Regions from separate parts of the Zea mays genome. Here regions 1 and 2 are each linked to region 3. A link is a contact called in public Hi-C data. All regions are on one chromosome and are shown on one strand. Each heading gives the region's core, a stretch centred on a gene start, on an enhancer-like site or on the middle of the called end of the contact. The rest is flanking DNA. Distances are from core to core; before and after follow the strand shown.

Region 1 (4,591 bases), core at 377-2,876, 180 kb before region 3:
TTTTGATCATGCGATCGTTATTCCCTGCAGGCATTAGGCTACGAATTTGACAACGATGAGTTCCATGCAACTGTTCATGGTACCTTGCCATATCACAACCTGAGGCCTGACCCTGTTTTGAGGACCCTCCTACTTTCAATTCCACAGAGAAAAATAGTATGAATACCAACCAGCTAGTTTTGTTTTCTGTTTTCTTGCTGTATTCTGAGATGATATGCTTGAAAAAAAATGGTCACGGGAATCATTTTTATTTATCAACCTAAAATCTGGTTACTGCAGGTGTTCACAAATTCTGACAAAGCTCACGCGGAGGAAGCTCTGTGCAGACTTGGTTTACAGGGTTGCTTCGATGGCGTGATCTGCTTCGAGACACTGAATCCCTGCAATGGTCCGAGCGCGTTCCGAGACGGCAACGGCATGCTGTTCCCAGATGAAACGTTCCCCGACTCGGCTGATCTGAATGAATCCGATGGGTTCAGACCCATATCACCCATCCTCTGCAAGCCCTCCATTGAAGCCATGGAAGCTGTAACTCGGATTGCAAACGTTGATCCCAAGAAAACAGTAAGAACACAGCTTTTCTGAAGAAAAAATGGCAAGTAATTCTGCACTGAAGATTATACGTACGTCCTAATAATCTATGTTTCAGATATTTTTTGACGACAGCACTCGGAACATAGCTTCGGGAAAGGCAGCAGGCTTCCATACTGTGATTGTAAGACGCCCGCCCTGCACATTTGAGCCGTCATTCATGTTCGAAGGGAAAGACTGAACGCAAAACTTTCTGAACTCTGCAGGTTGGCAGGCCGACACTTGTTCCAGGGGCTGACCATGCTTTGGAGAGCATTCACAACATGAAGGAAGCTCTACCCGAGATATGGGACGGCCAGGATCGGTCTGAGTCTGATGCTCTTCTTTCTCCCACTGCTGTCGAGACTCCGGTGGCTGCTTGAATCTGGGGGCTATGTATCCTTCCTGCGCTACCATGAGACCTGCTACCAATAGTTTTGGGTTTGGATAGTGGATGCAGAAGGTGTACCCTAGTAGCTTCATTAATGAGAAATAGCATTGCACTCTTATGTTAGTTCCAAATATTAATGGAACTGTATCAGTTACATTACAGCAGCGTGAGCTCAAGTCGCTGAACAAGCAATATGCAGTCAGTATTCTGCAGATGTTCGCACCATTCTCTATGTACCATGATTGTACCTCAGAATAAACTGACAGTACTCCAATTCTACCAAGCTTCAAAGGCTTACGATTACATTGCCCTCTTTAAAAGGAACTCTAGTGCCGCCTATAATTCTTGTGTTCTTTGGACAGTGGGAGCTTTTATCAGTTGCTGTTTGGCTGCCAAGGCTGGCCTAATTTTGCGAGGCCTATGCCTAAATTTTGCTCATATTTTTTAGTTCATTTTTAGTAGTTGAATGTACTGAAGTACATATTACGACCATTTAAAATTCTACGCATTCTGTTTGGTTTCAGAGGTATTGTAATGAATTCAGTTATAGAAATGCATTCTTTTCTCTTCCTTTCCCTTTTTTTCCTTTTTCTAGATATTTTGTTCGGTTCTGCAATAACTAAAACGGAAGGGTCCTTGTTGTAATTTGGGTCAAGCCTTTAAACGCCGTACAGCGGATAGGATAAGGCCATCTCCCATAACGGAGAGAGACGAAGAGAGCGGAAGCGAAAGAGCAGCGGCGCAAAGGAAAGGGAGCCATGCTCGCGTCGCCGGCGCTCGCCGGCGCCCACTCCTTCGCGGCGTCCGTGTATGGAAGCCTCCTCGTCCCCTCGCCTCCCGTCCCCGCGCCGGCACGTCGCGCGGCGCTGTCCGTCGTCGCCAAGGTCAAGGTGGCCACGCCCCAGGACGACCGCATCGCCCGCCACGTCCGCCTCCGCAAGAAGGTAGGAATCTGCGCCAGAACCAACCAAGTTTTTAGAATCTTTCTCCTTCTCCTCCTTTCTTCGTACGAATGTGGGCGTCAATCAGTGTGCACGAATTCTGGCGAGGACATTTTTTCACTCTGCATTCGATTGTGCTAGTGGTGTGGGGGGCATTGGCAATGCCGTGCCACCTAGCTGTTCGACGAAGTGGTTCTCTTGGAGTGTAGCCTAAGAAGAACCTATCGGCTATAGAGTTTCCGATATGGATGCAACTACGACTACGAGTTTTACTGCTAGTTTATCCCAGTTGTCAGTCTTACATACCCCTTTCCAGGTAAGTGGCACCACTGAGAGGCCGAGGTTGAGTGTTTTCCGCTCAAACAAACATCTGTACGCTCAAGTCATCGACGACACAAAGCAATGTACTCTGGCTTCAGCTTCAACCATGCACAAATCTCTCTCCAAGGAATTTGAATACTCGGCTGGGCCAACGATCGTAAGTTATCAGCTCCTTTTACTTTGCTTGAGAAGCTCTGGTCTTGGTTGAAATGTCAATAGCACTTCAAAGACAGTCAGTAACAGAGAGTTTACTGGTTCCTTTGCTTATTGTATCATTCCGTTCCCCTATATAGAAGTGCAAGATTGCTCTAGTGAAAATGCATGTTCTTTCCACTTGTAGCATCATTGGAAACTAGGTGATAAATTATGTGGTAAGGGCTAAGGACTTCAATGTGCAATTAATTATCTATGACCCAATCAGATGTATATACTCTGTAACGACAATTTCAGATTACATGGTCTGAGGTACTCCTACTTTAAACACGGGGCTTGTTTCTTCTAGATTGTGTAATCACTACAAATATGCATGCATTCCTGATTTCTCCACAAGAATAGACACGACCTTATGCCTCTGATCATTGGCGAAACCCTGGTTGTAGTAAAAGTAAAACAGGGCACCGGAGTAGATAAGGTGAATAGACAATGCAGCCTTTGATATATTCATATTCATAACTGATAAGTCCAGTATTTCATCAGTCATTTGTGCACTTCAATATTTGCTTATATGTACATAAAACAGTACAGTTAAATCTAGGTTCAAAATCCCCTTTCTGAAAAACCAATGAGGTTTTAGGACATCATGTTTTTCCTAGTAAGATCACAATGGCTTGTACATGGTCTGGTTACCGGAACTTGAACAATCGCAGGGAACCATACACTGTTTTCTTCAGATGATTCTAGATATAAAAAGCACAAAGCAGTTTGAAGTTGTGCAAGTCCTAGGTTCAAAACTCCCCTTCTGAAAAATCAAATGAGGTTTTATGACAGCATGCTTTTCCTAGTAAGATCACAGTGGCTTGTAACATAGTCTGGTTACAGCAACTTGAGCAATCTCAGGGAACCATGCACTTCGTTTTCTTCAGATGGTTCTGCATCTTAAAACACACACACACACACACACACACAGAGAGAGCGGTTTGAAGTTGTGCAGACATTTTTATGACGACTCTGTTGATTTTTATCTCTAACGGTGCTGCATTGGTTATGAATCTTGTTTATACCTGATTCAAGATGACAAGCTGAGTGAGACATGCTCTTGCAGACAGGCTACGATTTGTTTCTGACAGGAGTTTGATATTGGCTTCCAGGAAATAGCACAAAAGATCGGTGAGGTGATTGCCAAGTCTTGTTTGGAGAAAGGGATCACCAAGGTTGTCTTCGACCGAGGTGGTTTCCTCTACCATGGCCGCATAAAGGCTCTCGCTGATTCTGCCAGAGAGCACGGGCTTGAATTCTGAGTCGTCCAGGCGTTTGTTCATATCTCCAGGATCACCTGTAATCTTCTCTTTTTTTTCTCTCTCCATATGCCAAACAGAGCTGTTTTGTAGTCACTCGCCTTGTTCTACAGGGTGCAAAGCCATGGCCCATGGCCACTCGTTGACCATGTCACGTTTTTTTCGTTTGGTAAGAGTCTTGTGTTCTGACGCTTCTCGAATTGATATTATAAGCTGATCGTGGTTGTTAGGGTGTGTTTGAATTTACTAGAGCTAATAATTAATTAGCTAAAAATATACCAGTAGAATTAGCTAGCTAACAAATAATTAGCTAACTAGTAGCTAATTTACTAAAAATAGCTAATAGCTAAACTATTAGCTAGGATGTTTGGATGTCTATAGCTAATTTTAGTCACTAACTATTATCTCTAGTGCATTCAAATACCCCTTAGACCAAGAGAATATTTTACTAGACTAAGGAGGTGTTTGAATGCGCTAGAGCTAATAGTGACTAAAATTAGTTAGACATCCAAACACCTTATCTAATAGTTTAACTATTACCTATTTTAAAGTAAATTAGTTAATAGTAAGCTATCTATTTGTTAGCTAGCTAATTTTACTAGTAATTTTTTAGCTAACTAACTATTAGCTCTAGTGCATTCAAACACCCTCTAAACTTTTTCATGGCTTTAATCCAATTGCGACTGCGGGTTCTACATTATTTTGTCTCTAAGCTCGTTCCTCCGATCATTAAACATTTCAGACCAATGTAAGTTCATTGCCCGTTACTTTTCTCTCTATCATTTCCAAGTTCCAGCTATATTGAAATCCCCCCCCCCCCCCCCCCCCCCCCACACCCCACCCACCCACACACAAAACTAAGATAGGGACGTGGGGCCAAAACAATCATCCAAAATATTATGTAATTCGTTAAT
Region 2 (4,393 bases), core at 698-3,197, 180 kb after region 3:
ATTTGAGCCAATAAGCCTACACAAACCCTTTTATGACACACCTATTTCGGTATAATTACGCCCCCCCCCCCCCTCCCAAATTGCTCAAGAAACAAAAAGAACCTATATGGAGATTTACCTTAAACTCAGGCTTGATGACCTCGGGCTTAGAAGTCTCCGCACCCATCTGTTGCACTATGTGTCTTTTGTCTGCATGCAAATGGACAAAGCCAATAAGAGCATAAATAAAACATGTATTCTCTCCTATTACATATATAAAAAATAAGTATACATATACTCGTGGCAAAATTTCAAAACTAACATTAATATCTTCAAATATGTGCATATTTATCCAAACAAACAATTAACATGGTGGGAAGAAGTCAGTGAAACTGTTAATGGTCCCCTTTCAGGGATGGTCTCAATTCCCTTGTTATTTTGGGTGCTATAGAATCATAGAAATATATGTGTATTTGATGGCATCTCTCCTAGTATTGCTGCAGTTATAACTCATGTTGGGGAGGAGCGCCGGATATGGGAGTTTTCTGGGGCCAAGGGGTTATCCTTCCTTGCAGCCCCCTTCTAGAGGTGATTTAGTTCATTGGTTGGTAGATCGATCTTTTTGTGTATGTTAGATTCTGGCCGCCGTGAGGTGGTTCTTTGTACTTCGGTCTTATTGGACCTTGTATTTTTCTTATTATTATTAATATAATGATATGCAGGAACTTATTAATATAATGATATTCAGCTCTCCTGCGTGTTCGAGAAAAAAACATGAAAACGATGAATTTTAGTAGGTACCTTGGGAGCAGCTATGTCGTGTCCACTACCCAATGCTAGCGCTACAGCAGAAATATTGCGAAGACGCCCTAGTGTGGAGGATGAGGAACTTGCTAACTGTCGATGGTGTAGTTTGATGCAAATCTGCAGGGAGCTTCTGATGTCACTTCTTACTTTGCCTTTAAATTCTGCTCTCGCTGCTTTCACAGTTTCACTACAGTGTGAAGGCACGTAGGTTCTTTGCTTTGCTTGGTGTGGGAGCCAAAGGATAAAGCTGGAATTGTGCCTTGCTCTTTAAACAAATGCACCACACGCACCGACGCACTGTCCCTTACAACAGCCATGCCATGGCCCAGCCCTGGACATTATAGCGCTTCTCTCGATGCCGTTGAATTTTTTTGAATTTCTCTTTGGTGCCATCAAATGAAATAACAGATTCCCTCAGCACCATTTCCGTCCATGTGCTGTTAGTGGGGTGTTATTTTGGCAGGAAATTGACCATTTTGCTCCTTCCAAGCAAACCAAGTGAATTCTGCCCCTTTTACTTCAATGCCATTGTAGGTGAACAGGAAGCATGAGTTTATTTGTGCATCGCATCTCTAAACTCATCGACAGCTTCTCTGCCACACATAGAGCACCTCAAGTACAGTACGAATTCAACAGTGCATTTTCACCTGTTGAGAAGGAACCCGTTCCAATTTTCTCATGAACTTGCTTTGCCAAGCCCAAATGCAGGCAACACGGCAACAAGCGAGCCATCTGATCTGACAATGCATCGCCGCTTCTCGGGAGCTCCCTGGACCAGGACACAGCATCGTGGCCGCGACCAAACCGCAAGAACGAAGAGATGACACTTACTTCCAGCCTTCCAGGTGATGACGCTCCTTACCGTCATTTGACCGAACACCTTCAGCGCTTCGTCGACCAGAATAACCCCACTAGCGATCCCCCGTGACCCGTGTCTTGAGGATATTCAGGTACAGCTGCGCGGTGCAGAAGGCGGTGGTGGAAGGCGATGAGAGGAGCGAAGGGAACGTGGTGGCCTGGTGGGGGCGACACCCCCCCGATCGCCAGCATGCTCGCCTTCCACGCTCCTCTGCTCCACGTCGACGGCACTCGTCGTCACTCGTGGTGACTAGTGACTTGGTGAGCCCAGAGTGTCATTGGACGAGAGGTAGTGAGTCCCGCTCGTCAGCGAAAGGTGAATGAAAACACTATTCTTGACAATATAGAATTTCTTTAATATTCTTAAAACTATTTCTAAAAATAACAGCAAAGTATTTTTCTCTATTACCATAAATCACCGATTTCTATGGTCACCTTACGTCACCACTTTTATTAAAAAAAACTTACCACCTCAAGCGTGTGACTCACGCCTTGCCTAGCAACCCGATTATCTCTTGAATGTGCAATCAACCATGCAATTATCACGAGTGACGATGTATAGTTGAACAGCTAAGGGAAAAAACAGTTTTGTGCCTATGAAGTCAGTGGGACAAGAACATCCAAGTAAAAGGAGGAGGCGGCATCATCGGTGATGTATGGCTCAACAACAGAGAGAGAGAGGAGGAGGCACTCTGGATAACGAGTTTAGTTTTGTATTGAGATGAGACACCCTAGATCATCGTTCTAATCGTTGTGCGCTAATATTATCGAATATTTATGTGTCGTCACAACACACGAGCATTATACTATTTTCCTAAGGGCCCATTTGTTTCTCTTCATTTTGAGGAATTGGAATCTAACTAATTTAGTAGGCTATTTTTTTAGAACGTGACATTCCATAACTTTCCAAAGTGTATATATAAGTCTATCTCAAATTCATGTAGTAAGAGATAGAAATTGATTCTATAGATTTACATGCTACTTTTCTAATGTACATAACACACTCTTCTATTTGCTTCTCTATAACATAAATATAGTGTATAACTATCCCTCTCACATGATTTAGGATAATATACAAATATATTACATAGACAAATATACTAACTTAATTAATTTTGTCTAAACTATAATTATTAGAATGGAATTCCAACGAAACAAACGGGGACTAAAAGTAATTCATTTGGTCACATTATTTTCTCTAACACAGCTAATATTGTGCAAACTCGCAGCCTCACGTGGCCTGCCACATTGGCAGGTACACACGCAGTGGCGGACGTAGAACAGAAATTTATGGGTAGCAAAAAACTATAGGACGAAATCAAGTAAGATCGTAAGAACTGGTGTTATATAGGCGTAGGTGTTCCTGTGGCTCGGCTACTTTCTCCTTAGTCGGGACGTCCTCCGTTCCTAAGGGCTTTCGCATTAGGACTAGAGCGAGGCAACGAAACGTGTTCATTTTTTGAAACTGCGAGAAAAAAGGCAACATATAGGAGGGGTTTCCCCTTCCGGCCTCGAGGGAGGCTCGTTTTGAAAGCAAGGCCGAGCCTCTCTCGAGAACAATTCTTTATTGAATATAGAGGACATAGTATAAATAGGCATGTGTGCCTAAGGGTAAAAACGACATAGGGCCTGTTTGTTTCGGCTTCTGGCAGCTTCTGGCCACCAAAAGCTGCTGCAGACTGCCAAACGCTCAGCTTTTCAGCCAGCTTCTATAAAATTCGTTGGGGCAAAAACCATTCAAAATCAACATAAACACATAATCGGTTGAGTCGTTGTAATAGTAGGAATCCGTCACTTTCTAGATCCTGAGCCCTATGAACAACTTTATTTTCCTCCACACGTAATCGTAATGATACTCAGATTTTTCCCACAGCCAGATTCTCCCCATAGCCACATTTTCAGAAAAGCTGGTCAGAAAAAAGCTGAACCAAACAGGTCCATAACTTGTTCTATATCCCATGCGTTGTCGTAGATTTCTCCTCCCTTGTTACAAAGCTTGTACGTTTTGGCTATAGGTGTACATTTGGGCCGGGCCTGATGGGCCGGCCCGAAGCACGGAAAAAAACACGGCCCAGGCACGGCACGACCCGAAATAATTTAGTGCCGGGACGGCACGGTCCGATATATCGGGTCGGGTTTGGGCCGAGGTCGCGGTCCATGGGCGGGCACGAGCACGACCCGTTTAAGGCAGGCACGAAATGGCCCATATAGAGGCACAAAAATGCCCATATATTTATTAAAACCATACTTTATTCCACATTTTCATGTACTTGATAAAGAACACAAAGCTATAGATAATGCTAGTTAGATGTTTTTTGTAGCTTTGAATTAGAGTATGTGATGTAATTTTACTTTTGTTATGAACATTAGATAATGATTTGAACTTATGAACTTTGTATAGAGCTGATTATACTCTTCTTCCTTCTAACAAAATGATTTATAAACGAGGTAGTCATTGCATATCTTTGGTAACTTAATACAAATATTAAGTTTGCTTTTGGTCAAATTTATTTGTCTTATCTTTTATTTGTTTTATTAAATTTGTTTTGAATTGAGAGTTCTGATGTGAATTCTGGGCCCTAATGTGAATTTCGGGCCAAAAACTGAATTTCGGGCCCTAATGTGAATTTCGGGCCTAAAACTGAATTTTGGGCTTTTATAATTTCGGGCCGCCCAAAATAAGCCCGGCACGTTTAAGCAATTATGTGTCGGGCCGTAGGGCCCGATTTTTTTGTTTTTTAGCCCCTTT
Region 3 (4,869 bases), core at 2,293-4,792:
TGCTGATAAGGCTGCTGATCTTCAGAACTTTGTGTTGTGTGTTGAGATGCTAATAGCAGCCATTGGTCACTTATTTGCCTTCCCCTACAAGGAATATGCAGGTCCGAATGCCCGCCCTTCAGGTGGTTTCAGAGAAAGCCTTCTTCATGCTTTGAAATTCAATGATTTCTACCATGACACTGTTCACCAGGTAACCAGGATCTTTCACACTCTAATACCCTAATAACATTGTAGCATTTATTTTGTCTGATCAAACCCCATTCTCATGCAGTTTGCTCCTACATACAATGAATATGTGCTCTACAATCACAATGAGGGAGACAATGCAGAAACGAAATTTCCCTCAGGGAGCACTGCCACAAGTGGGCAGGGTGTGGAGTTGGCTGGCATTACCGTTGTGGCTTCAAACAGTCCAGTGACATCAAGTGTATCATGCAACCAGGCAGATCAGGAAGAGACAATGACAACCCCAATCAAGGACAAAGTCGATCCTGGAGGGCTTTATGATCTCACAGAATTGCTTGATGTGGATTTGTCTAGCTACCCAGACAAGGTTCCTGCAATCACCGATGTAAGAAAACAATGACCAAGCTTGATGAGATGTACTATTAGTAGGGTTGCAAACTTGCAATTGGGGGGAAATTGTGATTTTGTCGAAGAGTTGCCATAGTTAACATTTGTAAAAATGTGTGTATTACTTGGTCTGATTTTCCCCCATTCAATGGGGTTTATTCATTGTCAAAAGCTGCTGCCACATGGCCTCCCTCACCCCTGCTCTTTACTAACTGTAAATTGTTGCTCAAGGTGAACTTTAGGTGTCAAGGGGACTCCATACTAATACAATATTCTGGGTTTCTGATGGAGTATTTTCCGATTTTACTCTCCTATATAGGGCCTGTTTGGCACTAGCTTACAGATCCATGTTGGATCTACATTTTTTTAGACAAATAAAGTGGTTTAAATTTTTTGTGTTTGATTCAAACTATAAACAAAATGAGTCATACATATATTTGTTGAAGCTACAAATATTCGGCTCTCAAATAGTCACGGATTTCCTGAAGGTTCTGCTGAACAAGGCCCTAATGTCGGTTATTCTGTGCACGAATAAACAACCAATTGTAACCGTCAAAACTTACATGGCGCTTATGAAGTACTGACATGGTGGTCCCTGTAGTGTCAACACAACAAAAACATAATAGATCCAACATGCTGATTACGATCATAGCTCTTATCAAGTGTCAAACTTCTGGCAACTGGCATGCTGTCAACACGATAGGAACATGATAAATCCAACATCCCATATACTCTTTACCCATTAATTAAGGAAAAAGAAGAAAAATGAAACTGCGCCACCAGGGAGTCATTGCATATGTGTCACTTCAAAAGAGGGTTAACCAGCAAGATTATTAGCATTTACACTTATCAATGGTTATTGTCTTATTGAACAGCGTGTGGGAAAAAAACTGTTTATTCATCAGTCGGCTCGCCTTGTGCATTCTGTTCCCCTTGGGCAGCATTCTGGTCCCTCGAATTTGATTGCACCTCCTTATCATCCTTCCCAGCATCCTGAATCTGGGAGTCCGTTGAGGAATCTGACAGTGAGCTCTCAGAAGTGATGGCACCCGAGCAGGGTTCGCCATCCTCGCCGTGGAAGAACCTAGACAGAGACAGGGGGTTGTAAGTAGAGCTGGCTCTCCGAAGGCCCTGTATCGCCTTCATAGCTGCGAGTGTGCTTCGGTAAACATCGACGGTTTCCACATCGCGGGACGATGTCGGGTCACACCTAGCCACATCGTGCGGTTCTAGATTCGAGGATGAACTAGGCTCAAGAACCTCTGCTTCGACCGGGAAAAGTAGTTCGAGGTTAGCCTCGCATTCTCGGACAAGCCTTGTTAAAGGTTCGGTTGTGAAAAATGGCTGGTGACGAACACGCTGAGTGAAAGGCAGGCTAAGCACGCCACCTGTTCTCTTGTCATACTTCTTCAGTATCTTCACTAGTCCTGCATGTACAGCATGTAATGCACATCAGAAGCCAGGCATCACTGCAAGAACACTTCAGATTGGCCAACTCGGTATGATGTGCTAACCAGCAAAATTTAGGGAGCTGTAGGTTTGCAGAAGAATCATTTCACCATGTATGATCACAAAATCCTTACGTATCTCTAACATTTCTTCGGTAAATTCACTCCTGGATGTAAAAGCGTCATTCTTCTTAGCTTTGACGCGCTCAATCCTCTCCTTGAGCACCTTAGGGAAACAAGGACAGAAAGTGTTAGAATGACATCTCCAATGCAAGGAAGCGCCAAAGAAACACAACTAACTGATAAATAAGGGACCTGGATAGCTGTACTGTATAATCACATTGTCTCATAAATAACGGGGGAGAAAAGGACACATCGTTGTGACATTTCCTCCCAACATTCGATGAAAACCATTCTCTTTATCAAAAAAAGAAAAAAAAACATTTCTACAATGGTTGCCGATGCTTTTATGATAGTCTTTCATCTACGGCATCAAAACGTTCTAATATCTAAAGCAACAGCAATTTGCCAATATTTTAGCAATTATTAAGGTATCCAGCACCAGAACTTAATCGCATAAATTTTTCAATATAGCTCGTGTTGTGGAAAAAAAAATAAGTAAAATTGTCCAGCGGCATGCTCGCGTCATTGCAAAAACAGAGTGGGTCATTCGAGTTGGTTCCGTGTTGAATTGAGCTAGCATGCCTAAGTTCATTGATCTTATGCAAACTCGAGATATTTAAGGCCATTACATGGATGTGATGTATACTATTACTGCACAAATAGATTTGGCCTAGCAAATGTGCTCCTTTGGTAAGCATCGAGCAACACAAAGGATTGCAGCTTTGCAGGTATCCAAGAAGACATGTACGACGAAGGTACCAAAATTACAGTAGACTAAGCCCTGCCCAGATTGCTACATAATCTGCACGTACTTAACAGCCAGAGGCAGCATATGTTAAAACTTACTCATGATGGTGATTTAGCCATTAGTACATAAACCTACTGGACATGCCGTAAAAAAATCAATGAATCAAGGGAGCAACAGGGGATCGGGAGCAACTCCGACATCAACTGGAGATGTGGTCAGATTCAGGAGCGGTGGCAAGATTTGGCGCGCACCTGGAGGCGGATGACGTACCACTCCTCCCTCTCGATGTAGAACTCGTTGAGCTTGTGCAGCTCCGCGTCGAGGATGCTGGCGAACCAGTTGGCCAGGTTGACGTTCCCGTGCGCGGCGGCAGGAGCCCCCGGCCCCTCGGCGTCGGCGGCGGCGGGGGCAGGAGGAGGGAGAGGAGGGGCCGCTGCGGGCTCGCGTGGCACCAGGTTCTTGATGAGCTTCTTGAGGGCCTTGTAGGCGAGGTACTTGTCCCTCCACGCCGGCAGCGTCTCCTCCAGGTGGTTCCGGAAATCCTTCCCGAACTTCATCACACGGAGGATGGGGCCGCGGCTCTCCCACACGACAGACGATCGGATTCGTCGCTCCTGCCTTCTTATAGAGGGTCCCCTCCTCGGTGGGAGCGGAGGAGAGGAGGGAGGACGACGACGGCGAGGGGAGAGGGAGACGAGGGCACTCGTCGTCTCCAGTGGAGGAGAGGCGGAGGGGATGATGATTGGGGGTGTTGGGTCGCTGTCGGGTGGGTCCCGGACGGGGGATATTCGCCTTGTGAGTCCGCGTCGTCTTCCCCTCGGCGCCTGCGTAGCCCTGCCGGCTGCCGCCCGGTTTTTGTTTTATTTTATTTTTATTGTGTCTCCCCTCGTATTTGTACGGCGTGATGGCATCTTCTCTGCTCCTGCTTCGGATCTCTCTCTGGCCCGCCAAGAAATCCCGTCCTGCACGCTGCATTGCATGGATGATGATAATAACATGGCGAATCTTCCATGAACTGGCACAAGCCAATGGAATCGAAAGAACAGAAAGGAATCCTCTCTCTCACTCTCAGAAAGGAAAGGACAGGAACAAAGAGAGATTGATGGGACGAGATGAGTAATTAATAAAAGCTGGTGAAGCAAGGCCCAGATGGACAGTTGTTCTGCTTGGGCCTGGCCCATGTGAAACCGGTCCGCTACGGGAAGATAAGCTCTGCCCGCCGGATCCGAACAGGGAGATGTGCTTCCTGAATCCTGATAAGACGAGACGCAGTGCAGGATGACTGGATGAGATCGAGGCAGCCCGCAGCCGGCATGGGCGCTATTGACGCATGCACTGGCTGACTCTGGCCTCTGCGCGCGTGTGCCTAGTCGACGGGTCAATCCTAAATTATACTACCAAAATTACTGAATTGACAAATCAGAGTAAATTGAATCAAACTTTTATGCTCTACTATCTGACAACACTAATTTTGGTGACCCCTCATAACAAAACCATACTGTAGGGGAAGGCTAAGGGGTTCCATTAGTTCTAAGACTAAAGTTTATAGTCTCTATTATATTTGGTTACATGGACTAAAGAGAAGTTTGAATACACTAAGATAATACTTAGTTAGCCAAAAATTGCTAATAAAATTAGCTAGCTAACTATTAACTAATTTACTAAAAATAGATAATAGCTAAACTATTAACTAAGGTGTTTTGATGTCTCCGACTAATTTTAGTCACTAAGGGGGTGTTTGGTTGCTCCTGCTAAAGTTTAGCCCGGGTCACATCAAACGTTTGACTTTTAAATAGGAGTATGAAATATATACCCAACCAACTGGACTAGATTCGTCTCGTCTTTTAATCTTCGGCTGACAAATTAGTTTTATAATCCGACTACATTTAATACCCGGAACGGAGGTTCAAACATTCGATGGGACATGGGCTAAATTTTAGCGGGGTGTAACCAAACACCCCCTAACTATTAGCTCTA

What was found. A called contact is a pair of places that touch in the nucleus more often than the background predicts.
Region 1: a contact with region 3 is called in a Hi-C map of leaf, with 7 times the contacts expected there. The contact joins the promoter of LOC100284921 here to the promoter of LOC100216718 in region 3. A contact is called at or near these places in 7 of 25 Hi-C or Micro-C datasets (bundle sheath, ear, endosperm and 4 more).
Region 2: a Hi-C map of leaf shows a contact between it and region 3, with 5 times the contacts expected there. The contact joins the promoter of LOC103644279 here to the promoter of LOC100216718 in region 3. A contact is called at or near these places in 6 of 25 Hi-C or Micro-C datasets (bundle sheath, ear, endosperm and 3 more).

Annotation. Positions count from the first base shown.
Region 1 is chr1:302,244,672-302,249,262 of Zm-B73-REFERENCE-NAM-5.0, reverse strand. It overlaps LOC100284921 (50S ribosomal protein L18), which reads left to right and starts at 1,626. Exons shown (of 2, transcript NM_001413220.1): 1 at 1,626-1,905; 2 at 3,531-3,979. The coding sequence starts at 1,720. The coding sequence ends at 3,680. It overlaps LOC100193647 (Haloacid dehalogenase-like hydrolase (HAD) superfamily protein), which reads left to right. Exons shown (of 8, transcript NM_001138743.2): 5 at 31-156; 6 at 280-564; 7 at 650-715; 8 at 798-1,263. The coding sequence ends at 953.
Region 2 is chr1:301,888,624-301,893,016 of Zm-B73-REFERENCE-NAM-5.0, reverse strand. It overlaps LOC103644279, which reads right to left and starts at 1,947. Exons shown (of 6, transcript XM_020547034.2): 1 at 781-1,947; 2 at 119-189.
Region 3 is chr1:302,069,781-302,074,649 of Zm-B73-REFERENCE-NAM-5.0, reverse strand. LOC100216718 (SPX domain-containing protein 4) reads right to left here and starts at 3,542. Exons shown (of 3, transcript NM_001359487.1): 1 at 3,144-3,542; 2 at 2,088-2,247; 3 at 1,300-2,000. The coding sequence starts at 3,449. The coding sequence ends at 1,468. LOC100279997 (Protein LAZ1) reads left to right here. Exons shown (of 6, transcript NM_001152945.1): 5 at 1-190; 6 at 272-740. The coding sequence ends at 586.